Linked DNA regions of Gossypium arboreum: region 1 is linked to region 2. A link is a contact called in public Hi-C data. All regions are on one chromosome and are shown on one strand. Each heading gives the region's core, a stretch centred on a gene start, on an enhancer-like site or on the middle of the called end of the contact. The rest is flanking DNA. Distances are from core to core; before and after follow the strand shown. Region 1 holds the start of LOC108450647 (acyl-coenzyme A thioesterase 2, chloroplastic-like). Region 2 holds the start of LOC108452043 (UDP-glycosyltransferase 74G1-like).

Region 1 (5,143 bases), core at 429-2,928, 180 kb before region 2:
AGATTTGGTATCTTTAAAAAAAAAAGATGATACTTCAGAACTCAAAGAATCATAGTTGCATAAAATGTCACAGGCCAACATGCTTCTCCTTCTTAAAGGACAAAGTGTGAAATTGTGCAGACAATGTCTATTTTATAAGCATACTTGTTTGGTTTTCAATAAGAATATGCTTTCAGTCTTTTCCATTTCGGGGTGAGAAAAATGGGGGTAGGGTAGTTAAAAATCCATATCAAATAACGTAGATTTCCTGCTAAGAAAAAGACAACTTATAGGGAACATGGATTGATTAAGAGAAGAGGAATGAGTAAATATTGCAGGAAGCCTCAAGGAGAAATGAAAGAGGTTATATGTAAATAACCCTTACATAAATAACCTGCAAATAAGGCTTTAATTCTCGTCAATCGATATACGAGTTATGAAAAGGAATCTGTAAGGAATGTAGCATGATCAATAGAGTATATGAGAAGTGAAAACTAAAAATAGGTACACAAGTTCATGCTTTATCTTGGATTTTCATTAGCACTAAGATTAATTACATAGGACTCTGAGTTCCAATAGTTCTGCAACTATATATGTCTGAAGAATTAGCAAATGTGAAGAAACAACTGACATGGAATTTATGCATTCTTGATAGCTAATACTAAAGTAATGTCTCAACAGATTTGTACTAAAAACATATCTGCAAATACTCAAAGTCATATTTCATCTTAAATGCAAAATTACAGTGAGTTAATCATAAGTTTAAGATTAAAGCACCTTCCGTGGACTGAATGACTTCTAGTTGAATCTCAATTGATGACCTCCCAACCCATATGACAGAACCAACTATTTTGAGATCAATGTCAACACTAATAGGCTTCTTCAAAACAATCTTGTCAACAGAAGCTGTTACCAGTAAAAGAGGCCTTGTTGTGCTATCATCATCTGAACAATGCTAATTCACAAACAAACCACACAACTTCAGCCATTCAAAAGACAAAAAGATTGCTAATTTATAATCCCCAAACTGCAAAAAAGAAAAAAAAAAAGGTACCTTGACAGAGATAGTCCCAGCTAAAGCATCAAGGTCTTCAAGCAACTTCCCAATTCTAACTTCATTCCAGGGATCCCTGTACTGTTCTCTCAAAATGTAGTCTGATGATAAATTATAAAGGATGCTGGTCCTGCTTTGAGAAGGGGTTTTGGTGAGCAACTCGCTCTGAGGGGGGGCATCTTTTGGTGGGTCAAGGAGTCTCTCAAAGATCTGGGACTTGGCTTCCCATAAAGCATTGGTTACTGGTGAATGGTACATTCCTGGCCATAGGCTGATGGGCTTCCGGGTTGAGGTGGAGTCTGAGCCATTGACAGCGGCAGAAGTGTCAAAGGGAGATGCAAAAGTTGAAACCACGGGGATGGTGGTAGGAGATGAGCAATTAAACTCCATGGATATGTGATTTTCAAGGTGATCCTTGCAAATGGGTGGGCGAATATTGGGATTTCAGGTTTTGGGTTTGTTTTTGTTTGTGAAATTTGCTTCTTTAGGGGCCAATTTCCTCTCAGCAATCAGTCAAACCTTTAAACATCTGGTTGTAAGCATTTTACTATAATTTATGAGTTTTTTTAATTATAGTAAAATGAAAATTATACTCCATAAGAATTCATCACGTAATAAACATGAGGTTATATTATAATATTGTTTTAAATATTTATCATGTTTGATTTTTTTGTTTATGTTTGTAATTTATTTGCATAATTTACTATTATAATTAATTAAATAATTAAAAGAAATAAAAGCTCCACATGGATCACCTCTGCCCCAGCCCCTACCCTGCTTTATTTATTTGTTTTTTAATTATGGACAGTTGTGAGGAGTAAAGAGAGCTTTAACCTCTTTTTTTTAGTGTTTATATGTAAAAAAAAAAACTTTAAAAAGTATTTAAAAGATCAATTAAGTTGCAAGCATAGTACTAATAAAGTTCCATTTCCGAAATTATTTACGGAAATGAATCATTCAAAAAAATAATGATGGGTATGGATCGAAAATACTAAAATAAATTGATGTGGACGTATTTTCAGGGGATAACACAGAAAAGCGTATTATCGAGGATGCGTTTTTGCTGATGTAAAGCAAAAGTGCACTGACGTGGACGTGCTTTAGTAAAAAGAGCTGGCAGGACGGTTTTTCCCGGTGCTTGATTAGGGTTTTTGAGTTATTTACAAATTAGGGCTTAGGTTTAAGATTTTTGGGTTTGTTTAAGGTTTAAGAAAAAAAAATTAAAGTTTAGTTTAGGGTCTATAGTTTATGGTTAAATTTTTTAATTGCTAAGTATTGTTCTAGAAAAAATAAATTTGACAAGATAGGATTAGAGGTGTGCATGGGCCGAGCCACCCGGCCCGACCGAAATGTGGGAAGGTTTGGGTAAAAATATAGGCCCGAAAAATAGGTTTGGGCAAAAAAATAAGGCCCGTTTAAAAAACGGGTCGGGCCTTGGGTAAGGCATTTTTGGCCGGGCTCGGCCCGAATTCACTACATGACAAATTTTTTTAATATTATTTTCTCCCTATTTTGCTACTATTTTACTATTATATTGCTACTATTTTGTTGTTATTGTCTAGATATTATATAAAACTTATTTTATTGTTAATTTTTTATTATTGTAAAGACATTTGTTAATTTTGTTATTATTTTAGAAACATTTGCTTGTTAAGTTGCATCTATTTTAGTGTTATTTAAGTATACATATTTTTCAAAATTTATTTTTAATTTGTTGAGAAATATTTATTTGATGTTTTTAGTATTTTTGATGGTTTATATATTTTTTAAAATTATATAAAAAATAATATAAAAATTAATATGGGCGGGCCTGGTCGAGCTCGGGTTTTAACATTTTTATTCGGGTCAAGCTTGGGCAAAATTTTAAGCCTATTTTTTGGGCTGGGCCAGGCCCGGGCCTAGCAAATGGGCCTAAACTTTTAGTTGGGCCTGGCCCGCCCTGCCCATGCACACCTCTAGATAGGATATGAAAAAATAAATTTGATGTGATATGTTTTGAAAAAATTATTTTGATGAGATGGATATTGTTTTTTTTTAAAAAACACAGATGGATATTGTTTTTTTTTTAAAAAAAACACTCTAAGTAGGATGCACAGTCAATAATAGTACAAAAAAAGCTTTCAAGTGGACTTTTTTTTGTACTGATGATTCTGAAAAAATAATTTTGAGAAAATGGTTCTAAAAAAATATCTCGGGATTCCCGAGAAATATGATAGTTGGGGTTGAAAAACGCTCCAAGCAGGATGCACTGTCAGCAAAAGTACTGAAAAAGCTCCCAGCTAGATGCCCTTTTCAATAGTGCTGGTGACAATGCATCCCACTATCTCTTAGGCTATATATAATCCAAATTTCATTCTCTTGTTGCATAAGTTACAACAAGAGAAATTGAAGAAGTTGAGAAGGTATAATTTATCATGTTAACATTTATACGAATCATTATATTTTTGCATAATATTTTTTTTGTTTTGAATTTCTTTCAGACAAATAATTTGGTTGAAAATGAGTGGACGTATTAGTGTTGTTATTTACTACGACGGTCCGTGACACTGAGAATGATGTTTTTTTATCGAAGAACACAACACGATTGGTTTTTTAACCATAACATAAAATTGACAAAACTTCGTAAAAGAATTAGGTGCAAAATCTTCGAAACGACGCCAATGAGAGTTTTGTCTATTAAGTATTGATTTTGTGCTTCGGTTGATTCCGTGACATATGACTCATTTGATATCAAAGGTGTTCGTGACTTGGAGGCGATGGTGCAGATGCACTTCGCTAGTGAATCACCCTATCTTGAGTTATATGTGGAATTTTCAAGGCCAGATGCAGCACTTGTGACTTCAACATCTACTACTGTTCGAAAGGAATATACGACCTCTATCCAACACTCTATTAGTGGGAGGCAGACAACAGAATCATCTGTTTTTTGTGGCAGGACGGAATACACGAACCATGTACAACACTCCGTTAGTGGATGGGACATGCACCTTGGTAGGTCGATGTTCAATGCTAGAAATACTTACTGGGGAATGTCATCAACTTCTAGTGGTTGTCAATCCACATCTGATTGGGGACGGTCTAAAATGTACACTAGAAGTGTAACACCTCAAACCCGGGCTAGACGTTATGGCTGAATTTGGCGGCATCACATGAGAGTGTTTTTAGAAAATCTTAGCTAGTTAAAAGTCGTTCAGTTCATTGTTGTTACTTAAGTCGTGAAATCTCCAAACCGATTATTAGGTGAACACATTTCATTATCGCGGAAGCTAAAACATCATTAATTCATTAATCAATAACTTAATAGTTTAAAATCCCGAAATAAACTTAAAAATAGTTCAAGTTCAAATACATTTTAATCCCCAAAATAAATATTTAAAATAAAGTAGACAAATAGAATGTTACTTAAAAATCCGTAAATATCCAACAGTGGTCACCATTGAGCCATTCGTCGCACCGATCCATCTATTGCTGAGGATTACCTGACAAACAAATAAACAAAGGGGTGAGTTTTCGCAAACTCAGTGTATACATCCCCACAAACAGCATACATACAAACAGATAATAGAATACAAATAGTTCGACCTTAGCCATACAGGTATCGCATGCATAACAATTAGATATCAGATAATAGAATACAAATAGTTCGACCTTAGCCATACAGGTATCGCATGCATAACAATTAGATATCAGAAAACATGCCCACCAACCCTGCACACCATCTCCGACCAACCCAACACACTATGTGGGGATAGAATCGACCCACCTAACCCTACACACCAAGTATGAGGATATAATCAACCCATCCAGCCCTACATACCAAAAGGTACCGTAAAACAGTACATAATAGATATATGCAGCGTAGCTGCCAGATAACAGGCTAATCGCCTCTCAAACTTCCTTCTCTTCACAACAATCCCAACCCAATGCAATGCAACATACATACCGTGACATGCTTATATGCAGATTTCAGATCTTATCAAAATCATGGTCGAACGGATATACGGAATCAGACAGATACACATGCTTATAATAACATGTTTTTGCACACAATTCAATAATCAATCAACGTATGGGGTCTAAGTAACGCTTACCGCGCCTACAATCAAGTCA
Region 2 (5,069 bases), core at 890-3,389:
TTTTTATGAAATAATTAATATTTGTTTATAATTTTTAACTATTTTTTATTTCACCTATAATAAAATATAATATTATTATTTATTAACTGGAAATTCATACACTATAATAATGATAATGCCTTAACTTAAATGAAATAATAATTAATATTTTTGTCACATGAATTTAAGTTGTGTTATCGCTTTCCTTCCCTAAAATAATAATAATGTATTATGTGGGTTTTTTTATTAAAATAGGACAAAAAATAAAAAATATCAAAATAATACAAAGTAAAAACTATGTACTAAAATGGTACATTTAGGGTGGTGCCGCCTATGGCAGAGGCATGACCACCCCATGTCAAATCAGAAATTACTATAGCTGCTGGTCAAATCGCGGTGCAGGACCAAAATGTAATAATATAAAGTATTTAGGGACTTGTTATGGAATTGTTCCATTTAGAATGGCTACTGAAAAAAAAAAAAGGAGAAAGGGTGCCGCCTGACAGTGTGGCGGCACCAAACTTTAAATAGGGCTAATTGCCTTGTAAGCCCTCCTTATTTATTATTTTCTTTTTATTCCTCTTCAAATTACTATATTGTTTTTAAACAAGCCCTTAACCTATTTTTGTAGTTAAATAAGCCATTAACTTATGGTTTTTACTCATAAAAGCCCTTCATTTTAATATTAAAGTAAATATATTTTACCCAAAGTAAAGCTATTTAAAAATATAAACTAATTCACATTTTAGGTTGATGTGAATAGTTTATTAAATAAAAATAAAATTTTAAAATTTCTTGAGAGTGCTTATATACATGATATTCTTAACTACTCTTTCGAAAATTTTAATTACTTTTTGAGATTTTATGTTGATGTTAAAGTGTATATAATTTTATTGCATCAACAAAAATTTAAGATAAAAGCTTGAAATTCAAAATATATTTACTTTAACATTAAAATAAAGGGCTTTTATGAGTAAAAACTATAAGTTAAGGGCTTATTTAACTAAAAAATAGGTTAGGGGATTGTTTAAAAACAATATAGTGAGTTGAAGGGGGAATAAAAAGAAAATAATAAATAAGGAGGGCTTACAAGAAAATTAGCCCTATTTAAAGTTTGGTGCCGCCACTGTCAGGCGGCACCCTTTCCTTTTTTTTTTTTTTTCAGCAGCCATTATAAATGGAACAATTGCATAACAGGTCCCTAAATACTTTATATTATTATATTTTAGTCCTACGCCGTAATTTGACCGGCAGCTACAGTAATTTCTGATTTGACATGGGGTGGTCATGCCTCTGCCATAAGCGGCACCACCCCAAATATACCATTTTGGTACATAGTTTTTACTTTGTATTATTTTGATTATTTTTTTATTTTTTTGTCCTATTTTAGTAAAAAACTCGTATTATGTTCTTGCACGAAGAGCTAGTTTGGCAATGCTTTTAAAAAGTGCTTTTGGAAAGTGCTATGAAAAAGTGCTTTTGAGAAGTATTTTAAAAAATTTGGTTTAAAATTTGAGTGTTTAGCATTGCTGTCAAAAAGTACTTTTAAAAAATAAAATGTTCACTTTAAATATATTATTATCAAATAACAAATATACATTTAAATAATATTTAAATTAGTTAATATTATTATATTTTAGTAAGAATATAAAAATATTATTATAACTTCTTGTTAATATTAAATATATTTAAGTAATAAATATTAATTATTTGTAAAATTTAATTAGAATATATAAACTATATTTTAAATATTTAAATATAATTATTAAATATTTGTAATTAGTATTTTAAAAATATTTTTAAATATTTGTAATTAGTATTTTAAAATATTTTTTATTTTTAATTAATGATTTTAACACATTTGTAATTAAATACTAAGAAAAAAGGAAAAGTACTATGTTATTGAAGAGGTGAAAAGTAATTAAGACTAAAAGTACTTTTGTGGAAGAAAAGCTAAAAATTTTAATTTCTCTTTTTCAGAAGTACTTTTCAAAAATACTTCTAAAAAGTTAAAAATTTCAACTAAAAATAACTTGTTCTGCATAATTTTTTTTCCAAAAATATTTTTAGAGTAAAAAATATTTTTAAAAATCAATACAGAACTGTCCCGAAGGCTTCTTATTAGAAAATACAAATAGAAAGTATTTTTATATATATTCACACAGCATCACACAGCGAAGAAGACAAAAGAAGAAAATAATAATAACTGACAAGTGCCGAATACCAAGGCAAATCTTAATATTTTATAGCAGGGCAAGCAGTGAGTGGTGAAGGGATAAGCGAGCAATCTGATACTGAAACATTGAGATCTAATGGGGGACGAAAACAATCCCAAAAAGCCTCATGTTTTAATCTTCCCTTACCCAGCTCAGGGTCACATCAACCCCATACTCCAGTTCGCTAAACGCTTGCTATCCAAAGGCGTCAAAGCCGCCCTTGTTACCACTGTCTTCCTCTCCAACTCCTCTTTTTCCGACCCATCTTCCACCTCTATTGATATCCACACCATCTCCGACGGCTTCGACCAAGGAGGTTATGAACAGGCTGGTAGCTCCGACGCCTACCTGGCAACTTTCTGGTCCGTTGGCCCCAACAGTTTAGCAGCATTAATCAAAAAACTTAGTGAAATTCACCCTGTTGATGCCCTTGTCTATGATGGGTTCTTGCCTTGGGCACTCGATGTCGCAAAGCAGTTTGGGATACCCTCGGCGGTGTTTTTCACTCAATCTTGTGCCGTCAACAGCGTGTATTACCATGTAAGCAAGGGACTTCTTCAGTTGCCACTCCCAGAGCCTCATCTTTCTCTTCCAGGATTGCCCCCGCTTCAAGTTTCAGAGTTACCATCTTTTGTTGCTCTTTATGGATCGTATCCGGCTTGGTTTGATGTGGTTGTTAATCAGTTTTCCAACGTCGATGGAGCTGATTGGGTGTTTTTCAACATCTTTTACGATTTGGAGAAAGAGGTAAACTTTTACATGCTTTCTTTTTAAACACGGTTTTCGGATTGAATTAGTTTTATAGAAGAAGAGAGGAATCCTTGAAAATCTTAACTATTCTTATCATCATATCGCAGAATCTCATTGCTAGTACTCAAACAAGCATGAAACGAATGCTTGCATATTTTTCTATAGTTAAATCAAAAAATAAATTGATTGTTTCTATTAAAAATTTTATTAATTTTTACGTGATTAGCGAAATAATTAAATAGGTACACGAGATGTACCGTTTGTATCTTATGTTAGCATATATACTTGTTTATGAGTTAAGCCATCTTGCTCAACTAGAAAGTCCGTTAAAAAAGTGAGGGGAGTTTTCGCACACATAAATTTAAAAAATGGACTTGAACAAAAAAACAAGATCTGTTTTTTAAACAATGTAAGCCTTGGGTAAAATCTTTGGGCCTAGGCCTAGCTCGAATTTGTAAAAAAATTGATGCTGTTTTTTTTGCTATTTTGCTAACATTTCGCTATTATATTACTATTATTTTATTTTATTGGTTGAATATTGTATAACTTTTGTTTTATTATTAATTTTAAACTATTTTAGAGATATTTGTTGGCTAAATTGCTATTATATTAGTGTTATTTAAGTTTTTTTTTCATTTGTTGAGAAGTATTTATTTTAATGTTTTTATTTTATTTAATGTATTATAGTTTTTAAATTTATTTTGTATAAAAATAATATAAAAAATTTTAATACAAGCGAGCCGAGCCAGACTCGAGTTTTAGCACTTTTATCCGGGCTAAGTTTGAACAAAATTTTATGCCCATTTTTCAGCCAGGTCCGAACCTAGAAAATGGGCTTAATGTTCGTACTTGGCCTGACCTGGCCCATAAACAACTATACTGGCATATAAAGACCAGTTTTTAACCGTAAAAATAGTTGGAATTGTAAACATAAGGACCGGTTTCCTTTTTGATCTAATATAAAAAAAATTAATTTACTTATTTTTTGAGAAAATAAGCAAGATGCAATTCTACTCCGAGTACAAAGACCTCCATATTTCTTTTACCTACAGTGTTTACTATGATAGCTGTATAAGCAGGTCAATTAACTTTGGCCATATGAATTTGTTCCATCAGGTAGTGGACTGGATGTCAAGATTCTGGAACGTGATGACAGTAGGGCCAACGATTCCATCTATGTACTTAGACAAAAGAATCGAGAATGACAAAGACTACGGTATGAATCTCTTCAAGCCAAATGTTGATGCTTGCATGAGTTGGCTAGGTGGAAAGCCAAAGGACTCAGTGTTGTATATATCATTTGGAAGCTTTGCATCACTAGGAATTGAGCAAACGACAGAGCTGGCATGCGCATTGAAATCGAGCAACGTGTGCTTCTTGTGGGTCGTCAGGGAAACTGAGATGGCCAAACTGCCATACAATTTCATAGAAGAGACCTCAGAGAAGGGTTTGGTGGTGGCATGGTGCCCTCAATTGGAGGTGCTGTCAAATGAGGCAGTTGGTTGCTTTCTCACCCACTGTGGCTTTAATTCGACTCTAGAAGCACTGAGTCTCGGAGTTCCGATGCTGGCAATGCCCCAATGGACCGACCAACCCACTAATGCAAAGCATGTGGAGGATGTGTGGAGAATCGGAATAAAGGCTCACCCCAATGAGAAAGGGGTTGTGAGAAGAGAGACCATTGAGCGGTGCATAAAGGAATTACTAACGGAAGTTGGAGAAAAAGGCAAAGAGATTAGGAAGAATTCAATCAGGTGGAAGGACTTGGCTAAGAAGGGAATTGATGAAGGTGGAAATTCAGATAAAAACATTGACGAATTTATAGCTAAATTACTCTGAGACTAGTACGTAGGTTGCTTTTGTTTTGTATGGAATAAATTAGGGTCTAAAGGCAGATGCTGAGTAAGAGCAAATTTCTTGAAAATATCACATTTATGAATAATAAGAACAAGAATCCATAATTATAAATTGATCTTACTTTACAATGTAGCATTTCCTTGGTGTAACTAAGGGTGAAAGCCTAATTAAGGAGATAAGAATATCTTAGTAATGAATCTGAAGTGTTTCCTCCATGAAACTAATCAAGTATTCTACTATGAAACAAAAGACACAGACCTAATTAGA

Evidence for each region. Hi-C and Micro-C count contacts between places; a contact is called where the count stands out from the background.
Region 1: a Hi-C map of leaf shows a contact between it and region 2, with 3 times the contacts expected there. The contact joins the promoter of LOC108450647 here to the promoter of LOC108452043 in region 2. A contact is called at or near these places in 2 of 5 Hi-C or Micro-C datasets (both in leaf).

The regions. Positions count from the first base shown.
Region 1 is chr7:6,293,170-6,298,312 of ASM2569848v2, reverse strand. It overlaps LOC108450647 (acyl-coenzyme A thioesterase 2, chloroplastic-like), which reads right to left and starts at 1,678. Exons shown (of 5, transcript XM_017748368.2): 1 at 1,034-1,678; 2 at 757-934. The coding sequence starts at 1,423.
Region 2 is chr7:6,115,058-6,120,126 of ASM2569848v2, reverse strand. LOC108452043 (UDP-glycosyltransferase 74G1-like) reads left to right here and starts at 2,139. Exons shown (of 2, transcript XM_017749778.2): 1 at 2,139-2,942; 2 at 4,062-4,913. The coding sequence starts at 2,292. The coding sequence ends at 4,784. LOC108452026 (probably inactive leucine-rich repeat receptor-like protein kinase At5g48380) reads right to left here. Exons shown (of 3, transcript XM_017749759.2): 3 at 4,859-5,069.